Linked DNA regions of Mus musculus: regions 1 and 3 are each linked to region 2. The links are chromatin contacts, called in public Hi-C and HiChIP or PLAC-seq maps. All regions are on one chromosome and are shown on one strand. Each heading gives the region's core, a stretch centred on a gene start, on an enhancer-like site or on the middle of the called end of the contact. The rest is flanking DNA. Distances are from core to core; before and after follow the strand shown.

Evidence for each region. A called contact is a pair of places that touch in the nucleus more often than the background predicts. HiChIP or PLAC-seq counts read pairs in DNA pulled down with a chosen protein or histone mark.
Region 1: a contact with region 2 is called in an H3K27ac HiChIP or PLAC-seq map of VIP interneurons, with 7 times the contacts expected there. The contact joins two enhancer-like sites. A contact is called at or near these places in 2 of 115 datasets of contacts at active chromatin or transcription factors (VIP interneurons and embryonic stem cells) and 1 of 9 other capture datasets (embryonic stem cells).
Region 3: a contact with region 2 is called in a Hi-C map of cerebellum, with 2.0 times the contacts expected there. The contact joins two enhancer-like sites. A contact is called at or near these places in 1 of 484 Hi-C or Micro-C datasets (cerebellum) and 2 of 115 datasets of contacts at active chromatin or transcription factors (embryonic basal ganglia and embryonic stem cells).

What each region holds. Positions count from the first base shown.
Region 1 is chr5:133,813,401-133,816,100 of GRCm38.p6, forward strand. No RefSeq gene overlaps it. Among named protein-coding and RNA genes, the nearest start is that of Gm36667, 220 kb to the left of the region's middle. Within about 2 kb of position 1,316, at least 13 of the 459 cell types and tissues checked have an H3K27ac peak or open chromatin away from gene starts, as enhancers often do. A contact at or near this core is called in VIP interneurons, where this site is marked.
Region 2 is chr5:132,891,484-132,894,271 of GRCm38.p6, forward strand. No RefSeq gene overlaps it. Among named protein-coding and RNA genes, the nearest start is that of Gm36528, 140 kb to the left of the region's middle. Within about 2 kb of position 1,373, at least 35 of the 459 cell types and tissues checked have an H3K27ac peak or open chromatin away from gene starts, as enhancers often do. A contact at or near this core is called in VIP interneurons and cerebellum, where this site is marked.
Region 3 is chr5:133,888,688-133,891,410 of GRCm38.p6, forward strand. No RefSeq gene overlaps it. Among named protein-coding and RNA genes, the nearest start is that of Gm40340, 160 kb to the right of the region's middle. Within about 2 kb of position 1,339, at least 24 of the 459 cell types and tissues checked have an H3K27ac peak or open chromatin away from gene starts, as enhancers often do. A contact at or near this core is called in cerebellum, where this site is marked.

The sequences.
Region 1 (2,700 bases), core at 66-2,565, 920 kb after region 2:
TTCCTGAGGAGATATGAATAAAGCTCATAACCCACCTCAGATAGGGAATTGGTAGATCAAAGAAAATCACCAAGCAGTTTGTGAAACAATGAGTTTTACTGAGGTTACTCACAGAAGTACAGGGTTAGAGTTACTTATAGGAACAGGAAGAACTCAAAGGCAGCTGTGTCACTGAAAGCCCATCCCAGCATAAGTTATGACTTGTAAAAGCTCGAAACCTCAGCTGTAGCTTAGCATTGTGTCTTCTAGGCAGCTCAGCTAATCTCTCTCCTCAGTGGGGTTCATTACTCTATATAATCAGGGAGTGGGGAAGAAGAAGGAGGAGGAGGAGGAGGAGGAGGAGGAGGAAGGGAGAAGAAGAAGGAGGAGGAGGAGGAGAGAGAAGGAGAGAGAGAGAGAGAGAGAGAGAGAGAGAGAGAGAGAGAGAGAGAGAGAGAGAGATTGTGCATCTGGTCAATTTCAGGAACTTCCCAAGACTTTTTAGTTGTTTGCTTCTTGAGTCTTAACCAGCCTCCTTTAGAAGTTTCTGGGTGTTGACTAGCAACTGAGGAAATTGCTATAAAATTCATAGTCATGCATACACACATGTGCACTTATACAGCATGAGCACAAACATATACATGTGCACACATACAATGTACACATACAGAAACATGTACACTCACCATGAACATATATACACATGAATACATATCACCCATACACATAGAAATACATGTAGATTCCTCATGTACACATAAATATGCACACCCATGTGGACTCCCACCCATGCACAAACATATCTACATACACACAGACACATGCATGCAAGCACACATGTGCACAAGCATGCACACATGCACACTCACTCTACATATTTGCGTGCACACACCCACACAGACTCTCACCCCTGCACATATATACATACACTCACACACGCACACATACATACACACTTGCCCACACACTCATTGCATATATTTGCATACATACATCCACACACATGTGCACCTCCACACGGGCAGGGTTTTGAGAGGCAATGCTAAAAGGAAAACTGGCTGATGTAAAGAGGAAAAGGAACAGCTGGAAGGATCCAGGTGGGGAAAGCAGCTGGGAGCACTGCAGGAGTCTAGTGAGCTCATGGGGCAGAGCCCTGAGTCCATGATTAAGCTAGTAAGACTTGCCAAAGGCAGACTCCCTTTGTTGCTGTCACCCATCATGACCCCCTGGCACAGGACTGAATGCCCAGAATTAATCCATTCTTGTTCTGACAGCTACCCACGTGCCTGCCACCCCACCCGCCTCTGCCTCCCAGAACTGACAAGTTCCATAATGCTGGAGTATCAAGAGCCTGCTGCAAAGCCAAGAGTAATTTCACAGTCTGGCTCCGTGGGTCCTTGATGCTTCCATTCGGAATCCTCCTAAATTAAAAACACGGCGTCACTCAATTTGTGCAGCCTGCCTCATCCTGCTTCTGACAACTGCAATCAGCCTGAGTGACCCAGGAGCCCCCATGGACAGTAGCTGCCTGTCTATCAGCCAGTTTCAGTGCCCAGAAGTATCTTCCATCTTCTGAGGATTGTTGCAGTGTTACAAGGACTCTATTCCAAGAGGGGGAAATGGCTTACAGTCTGTGGGGTATGGGGTTAGCTAAGTGCCTCTTCTCTTTCTTGATACACACACACACACACACACACACACACACACACACACACACACACACATATATATATATACTCAAAGCAAAGTAATTGCTGTCGTTTGAATGTACCTTTTACAGTTTGAATCAGATAGCCCCTCATAAGCTCATCCTTTCAGTATTTACTCCTATCCCTGATGCTATCTGAAGAAGCTGAATTGTCTTTGGGAGGTAGGGACCCAGAAGGGGAAAAGAGAGCACTAAGGAGATACTTCTAAAGGTTATAACCCAGCCACTGTTTCCTGCCTCGTTTTCACTGCATACAGATCCACTATGATGTGAATAGCTCCTGTCACCATGATCTGAGCTGCCCTGCTGTACCTTCCGGCTATGATGGAACAAAATCCCTTGAAACCATGAGCCCAAGCAAGCCACTCCTCCCTTAAGTTGTCTCTGTAAGACACATTTTCACAGCAATGCAAAGTGACTCATTGCTTTCCTACCCTAAAAGTTCGTATGTTAGGTACTTTACCCCCAAGTTCATCGGTTACAGGCATTTGGTTGTGGGATATTTAGAAGGATCTGGGGTTCAAATGGAAAACCTCTCATAGATCTGAACACTTGGTCCTCAGCAGGTGGCGCTGTTTGGGAAGGTTAACTCGCTGAAGGAAGTACGTCACTGGTGGGTGGGTTTTGAGACTCTAAACCCTGGCTCTACTTCCTGTTTAGTCACTGCTTCTGGAGTACAAATGCTATGTGTGTGGCCAGGCTCCCAATCTTGCTTGTCATGCCTCCTCTGCATGCTGCCATGCCTTCCCCACAATGTTGGACTCTAAACCTTGGGAATCGTAAGCCAAAACAAACCTTCCCTGACTTCGGTTGTTTTTGTCAGGATGTTTTTGGTTGGGTTTTTTGTTGTTGTTGTTGTTTGTGTTTTGTTTTGTTTTGTTTTTTGGTTTCTGGTTTTTGGTTTTTTGTTTGTTTGGTTTTTGTTTTATCACAGCGACTGACAGGAACGAAACCAATGCAAGAGGTGGTTAGAAATAACAAGGACTTAAGGTCAGATCTTCATGATGGGATTA
Region 2 (2,788 bases), core at 123-2,622:
CTAGCCCTTCCCCTTTGTAAGAGCACGGTCCTATCCAACAACCTGAATATGTTAGTCAATTCCTAGTCACCGAGATGAGACACCTGATAGGAGCAACTTGGGAGGAAGGGTTGAGTGTCTTGGGCTACACTTTCTCGTGGTAGGGGAAGCATGGCAGCCCCAGACGGAGGCCGTTTTAGCTGTATCCACAGTCAGGAAGCGGAGGATGTGGGGGCTCAGCTCTCCTTTTCATTATTCTAGGACCCAGTCCATCCATCTCCCACTCAGGGTGGGACTCCCCATCTCAGTTAATTCCTTCTACAAAGCCCCTCACAGGCATGTCCAGAGGGCTGTCTCCTGGGTGATTTTAGACCTTCTCAAGTTCAGGCTCAATATTAACCATCAGAGTAAGAGAGCATCACTACCAGCCCCTGAGACAGTCCTGATTGGAAGATACATAAACCAGCTGGAGATGATGTCTGAGTTATTACTGACATGAGTGGCTGAGGTTCTGGCTTCCCTATGTTCTGTCTCATTGAGAGATGCTGCTTTCCTGGTTCCTGCTGGGATGAGACCTTGTCCTAGTATACCTGGTAGGGATCCACACTTTTCTCTCTGGTCTGTTCCTGGAGATGCCTCTGACCACTTCTAGATAGTGGCCAATTTCTCTTTAGACGTGGGCTAGCTGCACAGTCAAGATGTTCCATATGGAATGAGACCCAGTCTAATGATGCATATGGATAGATATCTAGACTAGGATTTCCATTTGTTCAATGGTTCTCACTCTTTGACATGTTCTAGAATCTTCTGGAAAGCTTGCCAGTTTCATACGGCTAAGCCTTGCCCTACTTTTTTTGTTTCTGAAGGTCAAATACAGCAAGATCCCTACCCCCGGCCCTTCTGTATGTGTGTGTGTGTGTGTGTGTGTGTGTGTGTGTGTGTGTGTGTGTGTGTGTTTATAAGTGGAATTCAGAGTTGTAGTTGCTGATCTGCCTACGCAGTCTGGCCAGTGAGCTCCAGCTGGTCAATATTCCTCCTGACTCCCTGTGCTGGGATTTTAAGTGCATGCCACCACGACTCTTTGCCTTGAGTCCTGCGTTCCAACTCAGTTCTTCATGCTTGTGCCCCAAAAGCTTTACTGACTGAGCCATGTCCCACTCCTTGTACAAACCATTGCAGTAAGCCTAGGGAACCCTGCTTTGAAAAACCCTTGAAATTTCAGCAAGGGAAGCAGTGACTGGGAACAGAGAAGGCTCTGGTAGGAGGCCATGGTTGCTGAGTCTGCCCAGATGGTTCTCTGGAGCCCTTCCCCAGCAGGCACAGGGCCCACAGTGTTACTGCCAAGTTGGCATCCCCGTTCCTCCTGCCTGGGCTCTTAGCAGCAGGAAGGAAGGGTTATATAATCCACAGTGTCACCACCTCCAGCTCTAGTTTGCTCTATGCTCTGCCTTCTAAGGCAGATTCCCTCTGAGCACCTCTGCCAAGGAATTTCTGAGAGCAGGGATGTGGATGCTCTACTTGGAGAAAAATTATATAAAAGAGAAATCCCCCAAAAAGTTATTTTTGGACCCAGGTCTGGAAGCTCTTCCCCTAGGAAAATCAATGTCAGAGGCATAGATTTGGGGGAGAAATAAAGGTGAAGAAGGGGTGGTTGTGGTAGTGGTGGTGATGGTTCAAGAGGAGGAAGAGGAGGAGGAGGAGGAGGAAGATTGACGTAAAAAAATCAGCTCCTTTTCAATGAAGGACAGAAACAATGAGGGAAAAAAATCTCTTCATGGTAGTGTAGACTTGTAAATCTCAACACTCAGGAGACTGAGGTAGGATGATCAGGAGTTCTAGGCCAGCCTGTGCTACACAGTGAATTCAAGGTTAGAGTAGGTTACATTAAACACAACAAAATCAAACAGTAAGAGAAATAATGAAAGTAAGAGACAGATAGGCGAATAAAAGAGATGACCATTTGTGTCTTTTCTAAGAAAAGGGACAGATCATTCACAGGATTGGATACCACCTTGCTCCCCTCCTTTCATAGACAGATAGATGTTCACAGTGCCTGAGAAGTAGGTACCTGTGGTGGTTTAAATAGGTTTGGCCCCTGTAGATTCAGGTGTTTCAATGCTTAGCCATAGGGAGTAGGTGGTAGGTGTGGCTTTGTTGGAGGAAGTCCATCGCTGTGTAGACAGGCTTTGATGTCTCCTATGGATGAAGTTGTAGAACTCTCAGCTCCAGAGTCTCTAGAAACATGCTGCCCTGCATGCTGCATGTTTCCTGCCATGATGATAATGGACTAAAGCTCTGAACCTGTAAGCCAGCCCCAAGTAAATGTCTTCCTTCCTAAGGGTTGCGTTGGTCATGGTATCTCTTCACAGTAATAAAATCCTGTGACAGTACCTTTGATACTTAGAGTGGGGAAAGAGAGCTGGAGCAAAGCTAGGCCAAGTTAACTACCTGTTAGTTTTGGGTAAAACATTTCTCAAATGATCCCCATGTCTAGATGCAGACTTGGTAGACTCTAACCTAAGATTAAGGCCCTAAAGGTCGCTGCAGAGGAACCTAAGCAACGTCTACATCAAAACCAGTGGGAGACAGTGCACAGTACTGCTGTGTGACCCCTAAAACTCAAAATTCAAGTTAACTAAAACCATTCTTCCTTCCTTCTTTCCTTTCTCTTCCTCCCTCCCTCCCTCCCTCCCTCCCTCCCTCCCTCCCTCCCTTCCTTCCTTCCTCCCCTTATCCTCTTCTTCTCTCCCCACCCCCCAGTCTCCTTCTCTTTTGGAGACAAGGCTCTGCACAGTAGCCCAGGCTGCCC
Region 3 (2,723 bases), core at 89-2,588, 1.0 Mb after region 2:
CAGTCCACTACCATTTATTCTCTGCTCTTTTGTCAGCATGAATCTTTCTATTCACCACTATCTGCTCCAAAATGTGTCACCCTCTCCTAGAATGGCTATTATAATCTGAAGTTAACCATAGCAAACTATGAACATGGCGCTTGGCATAAAAGAAGTACTAATAGATCACTTAAATATTCTTGGCATGTCATTGCAGCGATTTTTCATACCTTCAAACGGTGTGTACCACCTAGAAGACACCTACACATTATCAAGCTCATCAGCTGGCAGAAGATACAGTTTTGTTACCCTGTGGACCGCAGCTTCTGTGTGCTGACCATAAGAAACCACTTCCCACAAGATTCTACACAGTGACGTTGGTCTCTTCTTAATAGATGAAAGGGCCTCACCTATTTTCTTCCTTTCCCTTTTTAAAAATATTTTCATTCAGTGCTGGGAATGGAACCCAGGTCAATGCTCTACCACTGAGCCACACCCCCAGCCCCTCACTGGGGGATTCTAGGCAAAATCACTGCCTCTGTGTCACTCTTCCAATCCTCATTGCAGAATTCTAGGCTAGAGCTCTATAGCTGATCTACATTCTCAACCACATACACAAACACACATTAAAAATAAATGTCTTTTAATTCAATATATATACATATTTACATAAATATATATTTACATAGACATAAATATGCACATATATGTGTGTGCATATATTTAGTTTAAAGACAGGATTTCACGAAGCTGCCTAAACCAGCATGTACTCTATAGCCCATCCTGGCCTTGAACTTGCAGTCTTCCTGCTGCAGCTTCCCAAGTGCTTGAGTTCTCAAACATAGACCACCAGACTTAGCCATTTTCATCAAGTTTTTTTGATCACATTGTGGTCTGCTTTCTGTTGCTGTAACAAAACGCCTGAGCTAGGTTGATTTTTGGAGCATAGAAATGAATTAATAGTATGGTAGGGAAAATTAGGCATATAATACATGTGGACACAGCTTTGGAGGGACATCAGGGACTTTGGTATCAGGAGCCTAGTGTGATATCAAGCTCACACAAAAAGTTGGTTACAGCCTTCTGCTGTGTCTGAAGCTAAGATGTCACCAAACCTGGAGCCAAGAGCTCCCAGGCAGGTGGTTGGAGCTGCACAGTGTATTCTATTCCTCTGGCCTCAGTAACTAGGTAGACTCTACACACACACACACACACACACACACACACACACACACACACACACACACAAAAGCTCATGCACACGCACATGCACACACAGAGAGACACACACATACAGGCTGCCTCCTAAGCTGTGATACACTCTGTGGCACCCTTCTGAGTGCACAAGCTGTCCCCATCGCTAGTGCCAAGTTTGCTGCAGCATTGCAAATGTGTTTGGCTCCTCTCCCCCTCCCTCCTCTCCTCACTCTGCCTGGCAAAGAGTTAACAGCCTTATTTCACTGGAAGTCCGTATGCCTCCACCATTTCCGAGCAGCGATGTCGCGATGTCGCAAATTACAGCCTGTCTCTCTAGAACACAAAAATAAGCTTATTTCTCCTTCTATATCAACACATCAGCTCCTGTTATCGGGGAGGGTGTACTAGATTGTGTTCTTCAAATCCGAAGATAATTTCTTGGCTTTCTGAAGACTAGATTCCTGTTTAAGATGTTCCCCCATTCCCTTCCTGCCTGCCTCAAATGACTGACTCTTCCTGGGCTAAACAGAGGTTGTTTATGATCTTATCATTGAAAGAAATGAATTAAGAAAAAAGGATTCTCTCTCTCTCTCTCTCTCTCTCTCTCTCTCTCTGGAATGGAATCCTGTATCCCCACCCTCATGTCACTACTGAAGTCCCAAGTCTTTCACAGACTTTCCACATAGATGCTGTCAGATGACATCAAGAAATCAATCCAAACCCCCGAAGGGACGAGATGGACAGAAAGAAGTTTAAAAGGGATTTTTATAAATTTCATCAATACCAGCACAGAACGGAAGGACAGCTTTATTGATTTAAACATTAAAATAACACGAGCTTTCTTTGCATTTTCCCAGAGGGGATAGCATTGCTTATTTTTTTTTAATCTAAATTGAAATCTCAGAGACTTTCTGCCAGCCCCTTGTGGTGATTACCAAAGATTAGTAATAACATATCTAATTAGTGTAGAAAGACATAAAAATCAATGGCAGCACCAAGTGTTATGCTGACTGACGGCGCTCAGGGGAGTCAGGCTCATCTCCAGAGACAGGGCCAATGTCTGGCATCTGCTGCTCTGCTGACACCCCACAGGCTAGACTGCACCTGTCTGAGGAAGCCTAGAGGTTGCCATGGGTCTTTCCCCCCCTCAAATTCACTAATAACTCTTCTTTGAGGATCTGCCATCCTTGGTGGAGGAAAAGAAAGCAGAAAGAAACCGAGCCAAGGGCTAAGGAAATGCCACAGTGAATGAGGTGCAGACAAGTGTAATAGCCAGAGTTCAAATCTCTCAACCCCATATATACAACATCAGGCAGATATGGTAGCCCACCTATAATCCAGAACTCAGGCAGTAGAGACAGGTGACTGACTCCCCAGGGTACGCTGGCTCAATGAGTAAAGAGGAGAATAATCAAGAAAGACACTCAGTGTCAGCCTCTGGTCTACATGCACACGCACACACACAAAACACTTGGAAAGCGATTTCAACTCTTCAGTTACTATGGTGATGTCAATAGTCTAATAGCCAATGGGAGAGGCACAAAACC